Linked DNA regions of Nomascus leucogenys: region 2 is linked to region 1. The links are chromatin contacts, called in public Hi-C maps. All regions are on one chromosome and are shown on one strand. The core of a region is the stretch at or near the end of the contact, and the rest is flanking DNA. Distances in the headings are between cores, read along the strand shown.

Region 1 (3,424 bases), core at 661-3,160:
TATGCAGACACATCTGCGTGACCTCAGGAAGGTCTTCCAAGAGCTCTGGTTCTGTTTCTTCCCCTGTGAAATGGCTTATGATGTGTCACTTGGCCTTACGGGTAGGTAAAGCTCCCCAGTTACCAGATCTTACTGTCTCGGAACATCCTGCAGATATTCAGGGCCCCACACTGGAGCTATTCTTCAGGTTCCATGTTTGAAAGGTTGAAAGGCATTAAGAGCGTGACATGAAATGAGCAGGTGAATTTATTTTTGGGAAACAATATACAGATAATTAGTTTTGGAAATGGGCTTCTGTTAACTTATCACCCCTTACCCTTTTCTGGGGCAACATCCAGTTATTTTTCCTCAGTCATGGAATTTGGGGCTTTTGAAAATGTCTCTATGAGAAATAGACACACACCTTGCAACTCCTTAAGATCTTGCTCTTGTAATTAAATTTTTGAGCACCATTTTTATATAGGAGTAAATGAGATAATTAAGAGATGTTTCAAGAAAGAGAAGTATATGAGAAAATAAATGGTTTCTGCTGTGTGATTAAACACTGCAGCTGAGACCTTGATGAGCAGTCATTTGTTGGAAGTGTACTTCATCACTGGGAGTGGTGTCCTGATTATAGTTCAAGAAACATGTTGGGAGAAGGGAAAGACGGACGTGATGACACCTGTGCAAAGACGGATGTGATGACACGTATGCTGAAGCATGTCTTGACTCAGTGTAGGATTGATACCAACATCTCTTGGACGTTGTGGGATATGGAGGATTAAAATATACAATAATTTATGCTAGTGATGCAGCATAATGAGGACTTGCTGTGAATCTCAAATCGATTTCGGAGAAGCTGAACCTAAATGTTTTCCTGATTGTCAAACCCTCCAGTAATGATTATAAATAACCACTGTTTTCTTTATATTAGAGAAAACCTAAAAGAAAAACCAAACATGTTCAACAATGAGCAACAATACAAAAGAAAAAGTACAAAGTCTAGAATATACAATAACGATTATTAGCTAATTAATTTTACTCAACCACCTGGTGTTGGGGGCATCCCTCTCCTCTCTGGCATGTTAGAGTGAGAACTTTCTGGTCCTATAGATCCAGGCCCAAATCGTGGTCCTGGCTCAGTCTTTTTAAGATATGTGTTCTTGGACAAGTTGCTTGATGTCTCGGAGTTTCCATTTCCTCATCTGTGAAAGGTGACCATCACACCTGCTTTTATAGGTAGATGTGGCTTGTTGTAAGGGTAAATCACCGTGTAGCTGTGTTTGGTAGAGGGACTGTCATGGAATCACCATCCTTGATCCCAGTGACCCAGATTGGCCGCCTTGAGGCTTTGAAACTCTCAGCCGGCTCTGCCAACCTACATCAGTGAGACCTCAGCCTGCCTCGTTTCTCCACTCCCTTAACTAGGCCCATTACTTTGAAATTTGTTATCAATGAATTTATTTACATTTTTAAAATTTTATTATATTTAATTGACAAAGATTGTCTCTATCCTGGGTATACAATGTGATTATTTGATACATGTATACATTGTGGACTGATGATGACAGTCAGGCTCACACGTTCACCACCCACGCGGTCCGTCAGAGCCTCAGAACTTGTTCATGTTATAACTGAAAGTTCGTACCCTTTGACTAACATCTCCCCATCGTCCCCAATGGCCCAGCTCCTGGAAACCCCCATTCTACCCTGTGCTTCCGTGAGTTCCACTTTTTTAGATGCAACATGTGAGATTTAAAAAAATATCCAGTGAAGGCTGTCAATGGGACATTGATGAACTTGGGGGCCATGTGAGCTCTGGGCTGGTGCCTGCCCCTCCCACCCAAGGAATCTCTGCTTCCCGGGCTGTGCCCTCCTGTGTGATCTGAAGTAGGGAAGTGGTATACTAACTTTTGGAAACATTTAGCTGCCAAGTTTCCTCTGCTGCAGGCTTTAAATAGATCCAACTGAGAAAGGAAGGTAGAGCTTGAACCAACTGCCACCCTCTATATAGAGACGGTTGTCGCCTGGTCTAGTGTAACAAATAGAGTTCTTTGTTAGAAGAGGAAAGAAACTTAACCCCTCATTTCCCATTTCTGACGATTTAGAGACAGACCTGATGGCTTACCAGAGATACACCTGAAGTTTTACTATTTCTTGTCACTCTATATTTTTTAGTAAAACTTATTTTTATCTTTGGAGATGACAGGCATCTTTGTTTTAGGGATGACTAATGATGCCTGTAGATAACATGAGCATGTTCGCAACCCCCAATTAATCTTTAACCCAGAATCCATAGAGCGTTTTTTAGGCCGACAATTAGACCTAGTTTAATTGTGGATGGATGGTAGGATTCCAGACACTTCAGATGAAAATCCATCCAGCCATGCCTGTGAATGCCCCTTGGAAGGAGGTTGGAGCTGGGCCAACTGAGAAGGTGGATATTGCATGTCCTGACTCCCCAGATCTGTTTACACAACGGCAATTTTCCGGATAGAGTGGCACGAGGAAGGAAGTGAAAGGGGGATAGTCTTTCTTCATTTGGGGAGGGTGAGTCTAGGGAGCAGAATGGACACGTTCTGCAGCTTTGCCATGTGACTCCTTTCAGCACAACAGAAAACATACAGGGCACAGAGCTTCTTACTGAATGCCTCAATGGTCACGACATTAGTGCATCAGCAGGACTGGAGGATGGCAGCTAGGAGTGCTGATAAACGGGAGGCTCTATCCTTCTCATACATCAATAAACACTTAAGTGCTTGGCAAATGCCTGGCCCCACAGGAGATGCAGAAGCCACAAGACCGACCCCTGTTCTCAAGGATCTTTAAACAGATGGCCCCTCAGTGATTCCTGAGCTATGATTTAAACCCCCACAGCTAGGTTACAGCTGGGCCATTTTCTTTTTAAAAAATTATTTTTATTTTGCTATTATTTACATTTTTTAAGAGAGTCTCTCTCTCTCTCTCACCTAAACTGGAGTGTGATGGTATAATTATAGCTCACTGCAGCCTCAACCTCCTGAGCTCAAGTGGTCCTCCCACCCCAGCCTCCCAAAGAGCTGGGACCACAGGTATGCACCACCACACCTGGATAATTGTGGTTTTTTTGTAAAGATGGGGGTCTCACTTTGTTGCCCAGGCTAGTCTTGAACTCCTGGCCTCCCAAATTGTTGGTATTATAGGCGTGAATCGACACACTCCGGCATAGGCCATTTTCAAACTCCCAGATTCTCTCCCTTTTGATGCTTTTTGCTGATAATTATAGAAATTTTACTTTCCTTTTTCCCTCCTAAATGGAGCAGTATTCTGGTTTGGAGGATGGCTGCCATTCAAGTAGTCCTTGTCAGAAGCAAGCCTATGTTGTTGTATCTAAAGGTAAATTGCACATCTCTGGCAATTTTCCTTGCCCGCGCGTACACCGAAGCCACCCCCAGCGCTCACC
Region 2 (3,717 bases), core at 781-3,280, 69 kb after region 1:
TTCCAAGAGCTCAGGGTCCGGCGGGTTGGCTGCACCATGTCTGTCTGAGTGAGCAAGGACTTCAAATTATGAGGCTGCCCAGGTGGTCATTTGAAAGGTTTTGCCCTTTGCTCTGTCTAATTGAAGCATTAGAGGATAGACAATTTCACATCACCTCGAAACGAGAACATCTCCCTTCAATTAAGGGAAACAGGAGGCCAAGCGGCCAGGCAGAAACTGCATAAGGATGCTGGACCCCAGGTCCACGCAGATTCCCACCTGAACCACAGTGGACAGAGCTTTGGAAGAGTCAGTGCTTATCTTTAAAGCAACAGTGTCTCAAATAGTCCTTTTACTGATGTTGGCACTGCTCAGAACGTTTGGGAATTACCTTCAGGTTTTGAGGTTATTTTTAAGTGACAAGATCTCACTTTGTTGCGCAGGCTGGAATATAGTGGCATGATCATAACTCACTGCAGCCTCGAACATTTAGGCTCAACTGATCTGCCTGCCTCAGCCTCCTGCGTAGCTGTGACTATAGGCACGCACAACCATGCCTGGCTAATTTTTAAATTTTTTGTGGAGACAAGGTCTCACTGTGTTGCCCAGGCTGGCCTTGAACTCCTTGGCTCAAGCGATCTTCCCACTTCAGCCTCCCAAAGTGCTGGGATTACAGGCCTGAGCCACTGCGCCTGACTGGTTTGTTTTTATTTGTTTGTTTGTTTGTTTTTTTAATCAAGGGAAGTTTTGTAAAAGCTTCTCCACAGTGGCAAATCTTCCTTTGCAAAGACCAAATAGGAAAACTGTTTGCTCTTTGGGGATACATTTGATTTTTGGTACCAGCCAAAATCCATTTAGAGTTAAGTCTTGTTCATTATATAGGTGATCAAACCAAATGATACAATTTTGGTGCAAAGGCAAGCACGACTCAATTAGTTAGATTGATGTCTGAGTTACAAACTGATCTGTAGAGAAAGGTCAGGAAGGACCCACAGAAAACTGACAGCTGTGCCTGGGAAGGAAGTAAGGACAAAGGAACCCTGGTCTGTGCAGTAAAACTTTTATGGTAAGAATGCATTCATGGCCGGGCGCGGTGGCTCACGCTTGTAATCCCAGCACTTGGGGAGGCCGAGGCGGGCGGATCACGAGGTCAGGAGATCGAGACCACGGTGAAACCCCGTCTCTACTAAAAATACAAAAAATTAGCCGGGCGTGGTGGCGGGCGCCTGTAGTCCCAGCTCCTCGGAGAGGCGGAGGCAGGAGAATGGTGTGAACCCGGGAGGCGGAGCTTGCAGTGAGTCCAGATTGCGCCACTGCACTCCAGCCTGGGCGACAGAGCGAGACTCCGTCTCACAAAAAAAAAAAAAAAAAAAAAAAAAAAAAGAATGCATTCATGTATTACCTTTGCAATTACAAAACATCCTCTGATCATGTAAACTGATGCTGAAGGCAGTAATGTGCTGGGCATCTATAGACTCCCAGGGTAATTCATATGAACATGGTTTCTATGGTAGTTAAAATAACAATTTTAAATAAAATGTATGAACATTTTTATCAACAAATTTATAGTAATCTTTTAAATATATAAGGTATTAGCATTAATAATTTAATAGTAAAATCTGTTGGTTTATTTTTTGCTTAGTCCTTGAAAGTTGGTGTGGTTTGTTCTGAAAAAAAAAAAAAAAGAGAAGAAGATTAAAAATTATCTTAATGATCATAACTCTGGGTGGCTCTTGTTGGGGAGGCTCACCAGGCTGGGGTCTGGCTCTTGGCGAAGCCCCAGCAGCTCTGTGACCTTGGGTGAAGGTCACAGAAAATCCCCTCTGAGCCCTGACTTCTCACATGTGAAACGAGGCAACTGGGGCTGAGATCAGGATGACGCCTGCCTGGATCTTGTGTGGTTCCACATTTTTCTGCCGCCTGGAACTTTCTCATTCCCAGGCTGATTCCTCTTGAAGTCCGATTGCTCACTAACCCCAGCACCAAGCTGGGAGAGGCACCTCATATTGCTTTTCCCCGCTAGCCCATTGCATTGTCCCAGAAATAGAAAGGATTCCCTTCCTTTTCTTCCCAGCAGACCTTCCTAGATGATTTGTCTTCTCTCTTAAGGGATGTGCCCTAGATTGAGCAGAGTTGGGGGATCTTGAATCTGAGAAGTCTGATGATGGATTCCCCAGGAGGAAGAAAGGGGGAGGTGCAGTCTCTGACAGCCAGGGGTACTGGCCTCACATCCAGGCTGTGACTGCCATCTAGAGTGGAAAGGACGGTAGTGATAAAATATCAGGATGGTGGAGAGGCTGCATGAAAAAAAGGGAGAAAACAGGGAAAATTGATTTTATCAGAAGGCAAAGGTGTTGCTGAATATCCAAAGATCAGTTTCACCTCTTCTTTGAAATTCTCACTGTGGAACAGGGGAAAAATAGATTTCCAACTATTTGAGGCCATAAAATACATTCATTCACTGGGAGGTTAGCCCTTGGGTAGAATCAAAATACCCAGCAGTAGTCTTGCTTTACTGCAGACTGACCGGGGCGCCTAGAGAGGAATATGCCCTCTGTCCTCAGTTTCCCCCCATCTAAAATGAGGGATAACTGGCTTCATCTATATTTAGCCATGAAGAACAGTAAGAAATACATTTTATATCACAACACAAAAGCCTCCTATAATGCAATTAAGGCAGAGGTTTTACAAAACAATACTTACAGTGTGCTCAGATCATTTCTATTCTGTTTCAGTTTTGGAATGCTGGCTGTGACCCACTTAAATGGATTTTCCAGCTCTCTAAGAGGTTGCAAAGCACATGCTGGAAAACACTGTGTTCAGTGCTCTCCCTGTTGTTTCCAGTCCCCACATCTGATCATTCCTGGGGTCCTCTGTGTGTGTGTGGAAAGGAGAGTGTAGCTGAGAGCATAAGCCCAGGAGGGTTCAGGGCGTGGTGTGCCTTGCACACATGGACGCATGGCAGCAGGCTACAGCCCATGGTGCAGCACAAGGGAACCCTCAGTAAGTCATGGCTGCAGATGACTGTCCTTTAATAATATGAAATTTATTGGTTGGAAGAAAAATGATCCAAAAAATACAGAAATGAAAAGGATTATAAAATAGTGCTACGAACAATTGTATGCAAACCAGTTGGATAACCTAGATGAAATGAAAAAAATATTAGAAACAGCCTACCAAGACTGAATCATGAAGAAATAGAAAATCTTAATAGATCTATAGCTAGTAAGGAGATTGAACCAATAGTCTAAAATCTCCAACCTAGACCACATGGCTTCAGTGGTAAATTCTACCAAACATTTAAAGAATTGACATCAATCCTTCTTAAACTTCTAGAAATTTCAAGAGGTGGGAACACTTCCTAACTCATTATGAGATGAGGCCAGCATTCCTGATACCAAAGTCAGACAAAGACACAACAGAAAAAGATAACCATAGACTAATATTTCTTATAGATATTGATGCAAAAGTCCTCAACAAAATACTAGCAAACTAAATTCAGCAGTATATTAAAAGGGTTATACTGGCTGGGCACAGTGACTCACACCTGTAATTCCAGCACTTTGGGAGGCTAAGGGAGGCAGATTACTTGAGGTCAAGAGTTCTAGACCAGCCTGGCCAACATGGTGAAACCTGTCACTACTAAAAATACGAAAATTAACCAGGCATGGTGGCACACGCCTGCAATCCCAACTACTCTGGAGGCTGAGGCAGAAGAATCCCTTGACCCTGGGAGGC

What was found. Hi-C and Micro-C count contacts between places; a contact is called where the count stands out from the background.
Region 2: a Hi-C map of a lymphoblastoid cell line shows a contact between it and region 1, with 4 times the contacts expected there. The contact joins two enhancer-like sites. A contact is called at or near these places in 4 of 4 Hi-C or Micro-C datasets (a lymphoblastoid cell line and an unstated tissue).

The regions. Positions count from the first base shown.
Region 1 is chr4:72,866,316-72,869,739 of Asia_NLE_v1, forward strand. All of the region lies in intron 4 of LDLRAD4 (low-density lipoprotein receptor class A domain-containing protein 4), which reads left to right. Among named protein-coding and RNA genes, the nearest start is that of FAM210A, 160 kb to the right of the region's middle. Within about 2 kb of position 1,911, the one cell type or tissue checked has an H3K27ac peak away from gene starts, as active enhancers do. A contact at or near this core is called in a lymphoblastoid cell line, where this site is marked.
Region 2 is chr4:72,935,626-72,939,342 of Asia_NLE_v1, forward strand. All of the region lies in intron 5 of LDLRAD4 (low-density lipoprotein receptor class A domain-containing protein 4), which reads left to right. Among named protein-coding and RNA genes, the nearest start is that of FAM210A, 95 kb to the right of the region's middle. Within about 2 kb of position 2,031, the one cell type or tissue checked has an H3K27ac peak away from gene starts, as active enhancers do. A contact at or near this core is called in a lymphoblastoid cell line, where this site is marked.